2 separate regions of the Drosophila melanogaster genome follow, and region 1 is linked to region 2. The links are chromatin contacts, called in public Hi-C maps. All regions are on one chromosome and are shown on one strand. The core of a region is the stretch at or near the end of the contact, and the rest is flanking DNA. Distances in the headings are between cores, read along the strand shown.

Region 1 (6,298 bases), core at 1,692-4,191, 100 kb after region 2:
CAATCTTCAAACTTGTTCTGCTCATACACTACATCATTGCCAAGGGTAGTGACAGCTGATATTATGTGCGAATGGCAAATGCCTGAAATCCGAACTTTTTTTATGCATGAAAGCACAAGTGAATAACGTAATTTACCTAAATATCTTAAGTGCAAATTTAACACACAAAACTTTTGATGTAAGCTAAACGTAGAAATGATTTCACGATATGTAAATAACGTTCAATCTTAACAAAACTATTGTTTCAATTTTGTTTTTGGGAAGTACTTCTATCCACCAGCCCTACAAGCTCCGTATTTTTATATTTAATATATATATTTTATTAATTAAATACAAAACCCTAAATTAACATGGTAAAGAATATTTGTGACAGTAAATATTTCATAAGAGCTTTAAAAGATGTATATTACTACTCACCTGATACTTATTGGAGTGAAGCCTAGACTTAAGATGAGCAGAAGCGCAGTGCAAGTCTCCAATCCAAACACTGCAGAGCTTGCAAAACCAAGCGTTAGCCGGCACCAGAAATTGCATGCCCCTCACGGGGACGCGCCTGGCAGGTGCGTTTTCAAATGTGGGAAAGGGATCGTGGTCAATACCCACATGCCACGGAGTTTCTATGGTTTCTCGATTCATGTGTTCCTCGGCATGCAAGTGCTTTAAATAGTCTCGAGCAGACTTTGGAAAAACTCCACAGCTCTCGCACCAATGCTGCTCGGGATCGAAAAACACAAAATTGTAATTTTGTGCTTGGGTTGGCACTGCCTTCATTTCACCATGTAGCTGCTTTGACTTCATCGACTTTATGGCGCGGTGCTTTAGCCGATTGGTTGGACTTCCTACGGCGCCGCCTGCCCCTTCCCCGTCTTCGTTATCGGATGACGAATCGGAAGCAGTACTAGATGATGAGCTGGATTCAGAGCTATCTGCAGAACTCTCACTGGAGGAGTGCGAGCGACTATCCTGTTGTTCCGGTTGAGTCTTGCCATGGGACTTTTGGTTAGATGGTTCATCTTCAACTTCTTCGTAGCCAATTATGCCGTTCAGCATATCTATAACGTTTTCAATTGTGTCAAGTTTCTTCTTAATTTGCATCTATACAGGATGAAAACAGGTTACATAGAGTGGCTAACAGATAAGGTTTTGGGATCCCAATTCACCTGCAGGCGGTCGTTTTCTTCGATGAAATTCTTTGTGGTTGGCGAGGGTGGGGCATCGCCTGCTGCCAGGTCCTCGCGCTGGTCCTTAAGTACTTTCATTTCCTTCTTGAGCAGCGATACCTTTTTGACATAGTTAGCGCGCTGTTTCTTAAGCTCGTCCTTTTGCTTCTCCGCTTCTTGGGCAACAGCTGCCGATCGACGGTATATATATGGGGGATAAATATATAGGTTTTAATTAATAAACATTCTTCCTAGATAAATAAAAGTTAAAATTTCATTTACAAATGCATTCTCGAGTGCATTTCATCGGCTAATTACACTCGGATGCAGTCGCCGTGATTGCTTGTTCTGCCAGTCCTCGTTGAATGAAGAGCCAGTTGGGGCGGCGGTCGTCCAGGTTGGCGTAATTGTTTGTTTCGACTGCCACACAAAAACGGAAACTCTGCATTTTCTTTTTGAAACGAATTAACATTTCGAGACTATCGCTCGGGTTGGTCTTGGTTAGTTCTTGCAGCGCGTGTACTTCTAGATTCTGATTAATCTGATCTTTACCCTAGACTTTTGGTAATTTCTGGTATGCGATTCATTTGCGCGCAATTAAGTTACAAGTACAAGTAATCATGACAACAGTAATAAAACAATGTGAGAGGTTTGCATGTGAATGTTCGTAGTGATCACATTGTAATTCATTTCCACACTTACCATCCTGAGGCGTCAAACCTGCGCCTTCGAGCGCTGGCACCGACTGCTCCTCGCCTATCGTCTTGCCAGAGAGAGTTTCGCGGGCCTTCTGTGGCTGGATCAGGGAGTCTGAAGCGGATGGCTGGACCCCAGAAATAGGCTGGTTAATCCACACCTGCTGACCGTACACTGCAGGAAATAATATGCTTAATAAATGAAGGGCTTTTGGCGTTAAATGTCTAGAAACGTACCATTTACGTCCCACGCGCTTGTGGGAGGCGGACCGTAGCCAGAGCCAAAAGAGCTTTGGTCCGGCGGGGCACCTGGAATACCGTACCCCGGTCCCTGAGGTGGAAACGAGTTAGGCGGAATTCCATATTGGTGACCGTAAACATCTGGTGGAGCGACGTATGATCCGTAGATATGTGCGGCCATAGCTCCATAGCCAGGGGTCATTTGAGGATGTGGTCCTCCATGCGGAGGGGGCACTGGCGGCGACGACGGTTTTTTTTTTGGTGACCATCGACCTCCCCGTCGGGGCGACATGCTGCGGGACCGGGATCGTCCGTACCGTCGTCCGCGACGTGGCGGAGAGCGCCGGCGTTCGGGGGAGCGTCGCCGATCACGATCAAAGCGCCGTCGGGAGTACCGCCCATAATCGGGCGAATCGTAACGACGACGCGGTGGAGTCAGCGAGCGGGACAGGGAATGCCTTCGCCGGGTGTTCGACGGCGATGTGTTGCGGGAATCCGACCGACCACGGGATGTGGAACGGCGCCTGGAATTCGACTTGCCGCGCTTTCCCGACCCACTGCTCCTGGGCTCGCAGTTCTCGTTTCCGCTTTTCTCATCGACGCCGGGTGGCCCTGGAAGCAGATCATGATCGACCGCGTTACCGAGACGCCTATCCCCCAGCTGTATCGTAGCCGAGTCTTCATCCATCTAAAAGCCGAAAAGTGTCTTTTCGACTTAAAAACGCAATTTTGGACTAAGATCAATAGCAGATCGGTGTTTTTCTGGCAAATTCCGAAATTACGTGTGTGAAGCAAAATAGTGCAATACAGGCGAACCTGAACCTGATAGTTATCGATACTATCGATGTTGTCACGTATTGGCCAACATCGATGACAAGGGAGTTACAATCGACGAATGTTTACTCTTTGGCTTAATAGCCTATTCACACCAAAGGCAAAAGGTAAGTTATAGTTAAATACTATTAAGTACCGACATTGGTACAAATTTGTCTAAAGTGATTTCCCAAGAAGTGTGGAAAACGCCGAAATGTCCACCCCGTTAAGCATACTAGCACCAAAAGAATTTTTACTTTTGTAACGCACTTTAAATTTCCGTTAATATATAAAAAAATTACCAATTGGAGGGATGACTCAAAATAGTTTCAATTTTATATTTCTACCCGTTACTCGTAGAGTAATAGAGTATACTAGATTCGTTGAAACAGGCAGAAGGAAGCGTTCCCGACCATATGAAGTACATATATTCTTGACCAGGATCAATAGCCGATCTGGCCATGTACGTCTGTCCGTATGAAAGTCGAGATCTCAGGAACTATAAAAGCTAGAAGGTTGAGATTAAGCATACAGATTCTAGAGACAAATACCCAGCGCAAGTTAGTTGACCCATGTTGCCACGGGTGACGGGTATCTGATAGTCGAGGAACTCGACCATAGCCTTCTCTCTTGCTTTAGTTACTTTTATATTGCTGAATCTTTAAATTTGGCAGGCTGTCCAATACGAACTTTGTTCTTGAACCTATGATTACGAACTAGATCGAAAATATTTATATTTGTCGTTTCCCTATATGATTTTGTTTTGAATTGGCTTGATTATGCTTTCCTTGATAAAAGACATATTTTTTGTTTATTTTCTTAAATATTTAATATAGTATAAAAACAATGAATTTTTAAATGGAAAATTGGGTGACTCATTGTACCTTTTTTAGTTTGAACAGATTGGAGTCAAGGGCAAGTACTGTTATCTTTTCCTTCCTCTCTCGAGTGTTTACATTAATGCCAATTTATAAAAGCATTTTCTGGTAGTAGCTGCACTTGGATACTATACCGCTGCAACTATGTAACTATAAAAGGCTTCGAGTACTTCCAGTAGACCATAGAACATTTTTTGAAAGATGAAGGTTCAGCTCGCTCTAACCTCCCTACTAGTGATTTCTTTTGGCATTGCCCTCGCCTATGATGGTGACGGACAGCCGGGTTGCAAGACCCAAGCCGAGCTAGACATTGTAGTTTTCCGCAACAATTGGGATGCCACATCGTATTGGAAGTGTGAGACACTTAACAAACCAGCCATTGAAATCAAGTGCCCCAGCGAAACAGGATTCATGGATAGTCTCAAGAACTGCGTCAACTGGGAGGAATGGGAATGGGAGAAACCAGTGGAGCCCCTTAGCGAAGCGGATCAGTGACCAAACGCACAAAAATAAGAACAGCTAAATGTGATTATTTATGTTGTTGAATTGAGAATAAAATAACTGCGTTACGGGTGGCTTACGCAGCAAAACAAATTCAAATGGTAACGGAAGCAGCAGAGTCGAGACTTAGTCGCGCGTGCGCAGACCCCAAATGGAGGTGCGTCGCGTGCCAACAGTCGGGCGGGATACCGAACTGTGAATGAATTTGTTTATACCCATTTTTGGCAGTTGTTTCTCAAGGACTTCCATTGCAGTGTCCGACAGCATCCCAAATATGTCTAAATAGGTTAGCGAGGGCATACTCTTAAGTTCACTGCAAGGAAAATGACTGGGTAGGGATTAATCAGACGCTTGCTGGAAAAATCTTACATAAATTTGGTTGCTGGAATAAGATAGCATCGGGAGACGGACAAATATTCCAGCATCTTGAACTTCATAATTGCAGTAATGACTGTTGGTGTTAGACTATTGCAATCAGATAGATCAAGCTCCAACAACTGAGGACACCGTTTTTGCAGGGTTGCAACATCTAAACAAATTAAATTCAAATCAAAAAGGAAATATATCATTGAAGACGGTGGGAACTACTTACGCGAGTCAAACAAAACGCGGCGGCAGCCAGCGATATTGAGCCGAATTAAGTTGGGGGAAATGTGGGTAACCAACGCCGTAACAGCATCCGCACTTAGGTCAGTCCACGATATGTTTAAGCTGCTTAGGCTGGTAAGTGACTCCATCATCAGGCGAACACTGTTGGACGTCAGGCCACTAGCCATAGTCAGATTGACCGCCTCCAAAGCTTCATTCTTTGCGATCTCTGCACAGATGTCATCATCGAGCTCAATATTCTCTAAGCTTATTTTCTTTAGCTGGCGGCAGTGGGACAATAGTGTCAGCAGTGAGCTTCGGGTGATGGAAGCCATACTCAGGTCAAGATATTGTAATCGGGTCCTAAACACTTCTGTATATGGTGCAAATGCGGGCTCCTGGATCTACAGTTCAAAGATTAGATGCTCTTGTTTCCCGAAAACATAATGTTAGATGTAACTTACACTAGTCTGGGCCAGACGTATTACAAGGACTCCCCGCCGTACAATTTGCTCGAGGGCACCTGGTCTAATTGTCCGCAAACCCAAATCTAGCCTTGTCCACAAAGTCTCATCGCGAGAGCAGCGGTTAAAGCGTCGACAAACGGTAGCCATGCGCAGCAGCGTCTTCTTCGGGAGCCACTTAAAGATGTCAAGTAGTATTTCGTCTGAAAGTCTTTCAAAGTAGTTTATGCCGCTGTTGATGTGGGCACTCATGGCCGGGGTGCGAAACACAAAGAAACTGTCCGCTGCCACTATTCGGGTTGTAATATTTGTTGTCGAGGGCTTTTTTGCCTGGCGAACTTGCGCCAACCTGCTGGTTGATGGCTGAAAATTGAGCGAAGCAGTCCCATCAATCTGGTTGTTACAGGTGACTGCAGCCAGGGGGTTGCGCAAACGTTTGCTGGGCGAGTTTGAATTGCCGCTACCTTCAGAACCCAACGACGAGCGCTTAGCCTGCGCCAGAATCTGCAGCTTCTCGGCCGATTGACGGGACATCGACAGTGAATCCTCCACAGCTGGGCTATCCAGTGTGATGTCCCCCGTAGAGCCCAGACTTAGCCGTTGCGTGTGCTGTAGCTGGTGCGCCATGCGCGACACACTGGCGCACGGGGTCGTCTCATTTGAGTTGTCGTCGCTGGTGGCGCTAACCGCCAAAGCGATGGCCGAGAGGGCTGAGGAGCTGCTTTCTTCGGAATCAAGCATTCCGATTCCCATCTCTTCTAGGGCCTCAAAAGTTAGTGCCGAGGGCGAGGAAGGGTGCTCGTAGTGCGATGACTTCGTAGTGGAAACTAGAGCGCCCACAACAGAGACGTGGTTCTTATTAGTCGAGCGCTTTCTGCAATAGTCGAAAATTTATTAAAAGTGTGCAGTTCGATCGTGCTTCATCAGCAGAATGGCTGATGAAAGAAAGGGTCAAGAAC
Region 2 (6,876 bases), core at 4,290-6,789:
ACAACGCATGGACAGATTTTGAAAACGATGCCACGCAGCAAAATATGTTTAATGCGTAAAACGCGTCTTATATCTACATATATATATATCACAGTTAGCCCGTATTTTCGTACTCTTAGCTGAATCTAATGTAAATTCATGTAAAAGTGTGAGCTTTAATCTTTAAAGTTGAAGTATTGGCATATGTATGCGTATGCAATTTAGATAGCTCAAACAAACTTTAAAAATTATGAACGCCCGAGGACATTCTACTTAATTTGCGTAACAGAAAACCCGAATCCAACATTCCCATTGCATCCAACAACAGTCCGCCCAAAAATAACGTCGGAAAGTTAAGAACAAAGCCTTCAGACTTCGGCGACTACCCAATGATTTCACGCCTTATCCATCAAACAATAGAGATCAATTATTCGTGTATATTAATATACACTTTTTCGCTGTAATTAGATTAATTGCGGTATGCCCTTGACCGATTAGTCAATATATGATTATATGATTAATCTATAAAGTGATGGAAGCAAAAAGTATGGCATTTGTACATAGCTGTTCCGAATATAAAATGTAAAACTAGTAAAAAACCATTTGCTTTTACTTTTTAGCTGTGTACATAAATAAGCATATTAGAGGTTATCTAAATTCCGTTTCAGCATTTAATGTTTGCCACTATAAAAATAAATTCTCTATACGTTTCCTTGTGAAATGCCACTGTTAAAGGTAGAACTGCTCTGTGACTCATTGGTATCCCTGTTTAATACGCTTGCCGGCCACGAAAACTTCTACAATGTTGCGGTCACTGCCTGTGTAAATGAACTTCTCCACCAGCTCATCGACGCTCAGCCTCCGCAAGGGTTTATCGACGACGCTGACATCCACCAACAAAGCATCGAAATCCTTCCCTAGAGCAAAGTTTCCGGTCAAGTGATCGAGGGACAGCGCTTTGGCGCCACCCAAAGTGGCCAAGTAGAGCGCCTGCTTGTACTTCAACTGATGGTAATTGAAATCTTGTGTTTTGGACACACCCGTCCCGCGGATGTTCTGCTTCTTAAAAAAGTCTAAGTGTTTTGACACGTCCAATGCGCGGAGCAGAACGTCCTGAATCGAGACGGAGTTTCCCCCCGAAACGTCTGTGCCGAGACCTACGCTCACGCCGCCGCTCACCAGCCGTTGGACATCGCACAGACCGGAGCTTAGCATTGTGTTCGAAGTGGGACAGTGGGCTACCGAGCACCCCCGGACTTTAAGAAGTGCCACCTCGTCGTCCTCCAGATGCACGCCGTGAGCCAGTACAGTCTGTAAGGTAGTAAAGGTTAAGAAAGGACACATACTGGAACCTAAAAGAGTTAACCTTATTCGTTAGCAGTCCAGCCTCGTCGTATGCTCCGGCATAGCTGGTCTTAAATATCCCCTTTACCATCTCGATCTCTTCCAGGTTTTCGCTGATGTGACTCTGGATATGCAGGTCAAATCGCTTTGCTATATCGCCCAGACTCTTTAGCAGCTCCTTGCTGCAGCTAAGGGCAAAGCGGGGCGTAATCGTTGGCATCACCATCGGGCTGCCGAGCTTCCGCACGCCCTCCACGAAAGCCAGGGTTGCACTGACCGACTCTTCCGCAGTCTCCCTGTGCAGAGCAACAACATTGAGTTGACCAGACCAAATCCGTCACGCTCTGTACTTACACGTAAAACTCGGGGCTGTTGCAGTTGGAGCAGACCTTGCCTATCAGTGCCCGCTGGCCTTGACGCACCGCCTCCCGCGCCAAGGTCAGCGTTGACTCCAGATGGTTGGTGGCGAAATAGGACGCCAGAGTGGTTCCGCACCGCAGTGTTGCTTCCTGGGGTGTAATATTATCATTATCAGCTAATAAAAATAGACGGCCGGTGCGACCCATCGATAAGACGTTTGTGTGCTCCCAAGTACTACTTACGACCACACCCTGGTAGACCTGCTGGGCGTATTGGTGGTTGGAAAACTTCGCCTCCAGCGGGAAAGTGTATGTGTTCAACCAGTCCAGAAGAGGCATGTCTAGTCCCAGTCCCAGTTGCGCAAACTGCGGGGCGTGTATGTGGCAGTCGACGAAGCCCGGCATGAGGAACTGGTAGTCCGACAGGTGAACCTCGGTCAGACCCTTGGCGTGGGCCGGATTGCTGCTTGCCCACGCATGGTAGTCTTGTCCCACTCCTATTATCTGTGAGCGAAATTGTTCATTGCTCATTGTTTTGTTCTGGGCATTAAATTGCCTACCTTGCCAGCGTCGTCCACTGCCAGGAATCCTCCTTCAAAGGACTCAAACTCGCTGAACGACTTGGTGTGCACGACAGTTCCAAGAAACACGGTTGCCATTGCTCTGATTTACTATCAGCGGGCTTAAACGTGCTGTACGACAGACTTGAGAATGTAATGATCAAGATCCGCTGAACAAGTTTTAAAACTCTCGCCTAGGTGCACGCGTCGCCCTGCGAATGTGCGCATAATCATACGGGGATGACACTTACTTTTTATTTCAAGGTTTAAATCGCTGGAAAGATTATTCCCAATCGTTTGGTCGTTACTTTAAATATTATTACTTATTACTGTTTTAATAAGCGATCGCTTGCACACGTGTGATTTATCGGTAAAAACTACAAAACAAGCAATAATTAACTTCAAAATAGCTGTTGCAAAACCATTAATTGTAAAATTGTATATTGGAATGAATATTGAAAAAACATAGAATACATTAATCATATGTTTAGCTAAGACAAAACCCCCTTTCTGGAAGTAAAGAAGAGTAAGAGTGACGGGTAAAAGAAATATAGCCATTATATAATTTACAGTTAGTCTAAGATTTCATTAGAATAAACATATTTGCACTGCTCGCACCTGTACATATGTAACCTTTACCTACCCTGTAGTCCCACAATTCATCGCTATTAAAAAATATTACATCATCTCTCTCTTAAAATTTTAAAGCGATGCTAATGTTCTTAATCATAACGAGGAATAAGCGATGATTTTGAAAACAAATTCATCGCTTTTTAATTTCTAACCGAAGGTCTCAGTATGCGATTTTTTATTTAATTGCAAATTTAAATTTAAATTTTAAATTTGTAATGTACATAGAACATGTTTGCAGATCACTTGCCTATAGACTTTTGTGAGAAGTAGACGCGATTTTGAGTGCTTGTTTTAAAAAAAAATTGTAAATATTTTGGAATTTAATTCAATAATAATTACAGGTAATGGATTTATTTTACAATAAGCAACAAACACTACTCACAGAAACGATAATTTAAGGTAAATTGGTTTAACTCGTTTTTGTATACATAATTATACATTATTTTACCTTAAGGTAAATCGGACATGTGAACTGAAAAGAAGCTGGTCCTAACTCCGTAGGACAGGACGCCAAAGACTCTGGAATTTCACATACATATATATGTATTTGTATTCTTAAATTTAAATCCTATGCATAATTTAAATAAGTCTAATTAAGAAAATACATTTTTATTAATAAATGACTGAAATTTCACTTTTTCATTAAAATTGATAGAGGATTAAGTGAATAAAAAGAGGTGTAGAGAGATGAATTGAGCTATCATTTATAGCGCTTATGCGTGATTTTGATTTTGCGCTATGCGATGATTTCCTAGAACATAGGTTCAGGTCATGGTTTTTTTTTTTAATACAAATTAACCTGTGATTAATTTGATCGAGATTTTTAATGATCAGTAATGAGCTGATGAAATCTGAATGAATGGAATGCAGGGAGGTAGTCATAATCCCAATGTTAAGTTCCCCTATAAATACTGAAGAATGAACTTACATATGTACATGTGCATTGGTGTACTTTTTTTAATCCCAAATATCGTCCAAATCAAAGAAAAGCATTTATTAAAGGTAAAAACGAGTGACGAACGCACATCAACATACATATGTACAAAAGTTTTGATATAAGCTTTTGTGACGAAAATTTGTTCTTTTTTTCTTTTTTTTTTTAGAGTTTAAATCATTTATTATTATCTTCTCCTCTCTAATTGTTTGGTGTTTTTTCTTAACAATTCGAATCGAAAACAATTTCGTCCATACGGATAAATTCTATTAATATTAAGTCATTTTTATGGAACTGACCACTTTAAAAAGTTTGTATTTAATTTTATAAAAATGATTTATTGAATTGGAACCATTGTAGACCACAGGGTTTTCCTACTTTTTAACAGCTCCCATCCGACTGGCGTCCTGACTTGGATACGGTACTTGACCCGGTGGCGGAGGAATCGATATGGAATCCAAATTGACACCCGAGGAAGAAAGGGCTGTGGAAGTGGCGTTTCCGTAGGGAGCTGCATAAGTAGGCTGACCATACATTTGGTAAGCCGACGCCGGAACTAGATTTGATGGCAACTGATGCAGCTTCATGCCGGCGGGCATGACATTGATTTGCTCTTGGCGAAGATTGAAGTAGTCGTTGGGCTTCGCGCTAGGCGGTGGAATGCCGGCCAAGTCGAAGCGTCTGTCTGTCTTTGCAGCGGTGCCCTGCTTTGCCTGAGAGTGAGCCCACTTAATGCTCACCTTCCGGCCCTGGATCACCAGTTTATTAAAGGTCCGCTCAGCAGCCAGCTCGGCAGCGTTTCTTTTGGTGTATTGCACAAAAGCGCACTGCTGGCGTGGCACCAGCGCAATTGATCGAATTTCGCCGAACTGGTAGAACTGATCTCGCAGCTCGGGTTCCGTGATTTCTTCAGGAAGGTTCCCCACATAGAGAGTTGTGATGTTGCGGTCCTCCGGCGGCTCGAGTGTGGGAAGCGAGGCTGCACGCTTCATGATCTTCTCGGCCACAGGATCGTTGCGTCCGTAGTACCTGTCCTTGATGTTTTGCTCACATAGCGGATCGTCCGGCTCGTTGGGCTTGTCGTGGCGGTATGGGCACTCCTCTCCACGCTTGCACTCGCCCTTAACCCAAAAGGAGCAGATGTGCGGCCGATTTCTTTTGTAATAGGGTGCTGTGCGCGCAAGCTTGGACAACATCTCGTTGGCGGCGAGGGATCGACCGACAGCTCCTGCCGCCTCCGTGCCATCTCCGTCCTGCAGCTGGGCGTCTATGTTTTGGATGTAGTATTCCTTGTTAACGTCGCTTTGTGGCATATTGTCAGCCACTTTGAGCGCCGCATCTCGTACTTGAATCGGCAGTCCGTACTCCAGGTCCAAGAGGCAGGTCTGACACACGTTCTTCAGGCGCGCACACGTTTGACATATCTCCGTCTTTTTGAAGCGCATACGAGCACCAGGACACCATCGAAATATTGTGAATGGACGCGTGCATATCTTGCATTCCTTGCCGAACCGCTCTTTAATCATCCGCACGTACGGATTGTCGCCAAGGCAAGTTTGGCACAGAATTGGGAATTCAGCATCTTCCCAGTTCTGCCGGTTATAGGTGTTAGTCGTTTTTGACATAGACATAGCAGCGGCACTTATGTACCTTGCACTTAAAATCCGAGCTAAATTTAGACAATGCTCATTCGCTTTCTACTTGTCGAAAATGGTGGTGTGTCGCGAGTGATATACCAATATCGATAAGTTGAGCCAGAAGCAGACAGTTAGTTCAAAGTCAGCAATCGATATAATTTATTGAATTTAATAGCATATTCACACTGCTTAGAATATATATCTATACCCAAATGCACACAAAAATATATTGCATTCGACTGATCCGAAACCGATCAATACGATATTCTACTATTCTGTACTATTCATGTTCGCTAACCGTTTAACAGAAATGTTCCTGAAACACTTTTGATAGCACGCATAAGTTCATATAAAATGTTTCTGGGCGATTTACACAGAGTTTTTGGCACTTTTAATTCCGATGTTCGCAGTTACGTATTCACTGCGCTCTGACCACTTATGTTATTCAATTAATTATCATTATTTACGAACAGCACTTTTGGCCCTGCTTTAAATATATTTACTAAGTATTTTTACCTGCCTGTTATATTTCACCAACAGTATGGCAACCTTCGCGCTAAAAGTTGCATTTTTCACGTTGCTTGGTTTTCACAAAAAAAGAAAGACTCAATCTCAAACTCAGAAAACCAGAGCACCTAAAAACGAAATCGAAAGATTTTGCCCAAATTGAAAAAAAAACTATTATCCGGTCTGCATGCCATGAATATATCATAAGCAAGAAGCTGTCAGTGGAATCACTGTTTAATAACTGTAATCGATACCCATTAGAATATAGTATTTTTCGGGCTCGCCTAATTTAAAACGTCGTACGGTGGCCTTTGTTGTAGTCAAATTAGGCGAAAACGAAACAAACAAAAATCAGAAATATAGATCGAATGCTATGGCGCACGTAAAGCGGTATCGGAGGTCGTCTAAGTCCTCGGAGGAAGGCGACCTGGACAACGAGGACTACGTGCCATACGTACCGGTGAAGGAGCGGAAGAAGCAGCACATGATAAAGCTGGGCAGGATCGTGCAACTGGTTTCGGAAACGGCCCAGCCCAAGTCGTCAAGCGAGAATGAGAATGAAGACGACTCGCAGGGTGCGCACGATGTCGAGACCTGGGGACGCAAGTACAACATTAGTCTGCTGGACCAGCACACAGAACTGAAGAAAATTGCCGAGGCCAAAAAGTTGAGTGCCGTCGAAAAGCAGCTGCGAGAGGAGGAAAAGATTATGGAGAGCATTGCTCAGCAGAAGGCCCTTATGGGTGTGGCAGAGTTGGCGAAGGGGATTCAGTACGAGCAGCCTATTAAAACAGCTTGGAAACCGCCGCGTTACATTCGGGAAATGTCGGAGGAAGAGCGCGAGGCCGTTCGCCACGAGTTGAGGATCCTAGTGGAGGGAGAAACCCCCAGCCCGCCAATTCGCAGCTTCCGGGAAATGAAGT

Evidence for each region. A called contact is a pair of places that touch in the nucleus more often than the background predicts.
Region 1: a contact with region 2 is called in a Hi-C map of the Kc167 cell line, with 4 times the contacts expected there. A contact is called at or near these places in 37 of 107 Hi-C or Micro-C datasets (the D17-c3 cell line, the Kc167 cell line, the ML-DmBG3-c2 cell line and 10 more) and 3 of 7 datasets of targeted methods (all in the Kc167 cell line).

Annotation. Positions count from the first base shown.
Region 1 is chr3R:4,331,130-4,337,427 of dm6, forward strand. It overlaps CG9776, which reads right to left and starts at 2,942. Exons shown (of 7, transcript NM_141198.4): 1 at 2,093-2,942; 2 at 1,863-2,030; 3 at 1,161-1,348; 4 at 418-1,095. The coding sequence starts at 2,783. It overlaps Skp2 (S-phase kinase-associated protein 2), which reads right to left. Exons shown (of 5, transcript NM_164340.4): 2 at 5,340-6,213; 3 at 4,880-5,279; 4 at 4,657-4,816; 5 at 3,750-4,600. The coding sequence ends at 4,414. It overlaps CG14645, which reads left to right and starts at 3,969. Exons shown (of 1, transcript NM_144068.3): 1 at 3,969-4,377. The coding sequence starts at 3,988. The coding sequence ends at 4,281.
Region 2 is chr3R:4,226,803-4,233,678 of dm6, forward strand. It overlaps CG14641, which reads right to left and starts at 5,540. Exons shown (of 1, transcript NM_141183.4): 1 at 3,977-5,540. The coding sequence starts at 5,440. The coding sequence ends at 4,184. It overlaps abs (abstrakt), which reads left to right and starts at 6,245. Exons shown (of 1, transcript NM_079496.4): 1 at 6,245-6,876. The coding sequence starts at 6,327. It overlaps aux (auxilin), which reads left to right. Exons shown (of 13, transcript NM_164317.3): 13 at 1-716. The coding sequence ends at 59. It overlaps DhpD (Dihydropterin deaminase), which reads right to left and starts at 2,436. Exons shown (of 5, transcript NM_141182.3): 1 at 2,243-2,436; 2 at 1,926-2,186; 3 at 1,678-1,832; 4 at 1,346-1,619; 5 at 585-1,290. The coding sequence starts at 2,341. The coding sequence ends at 733.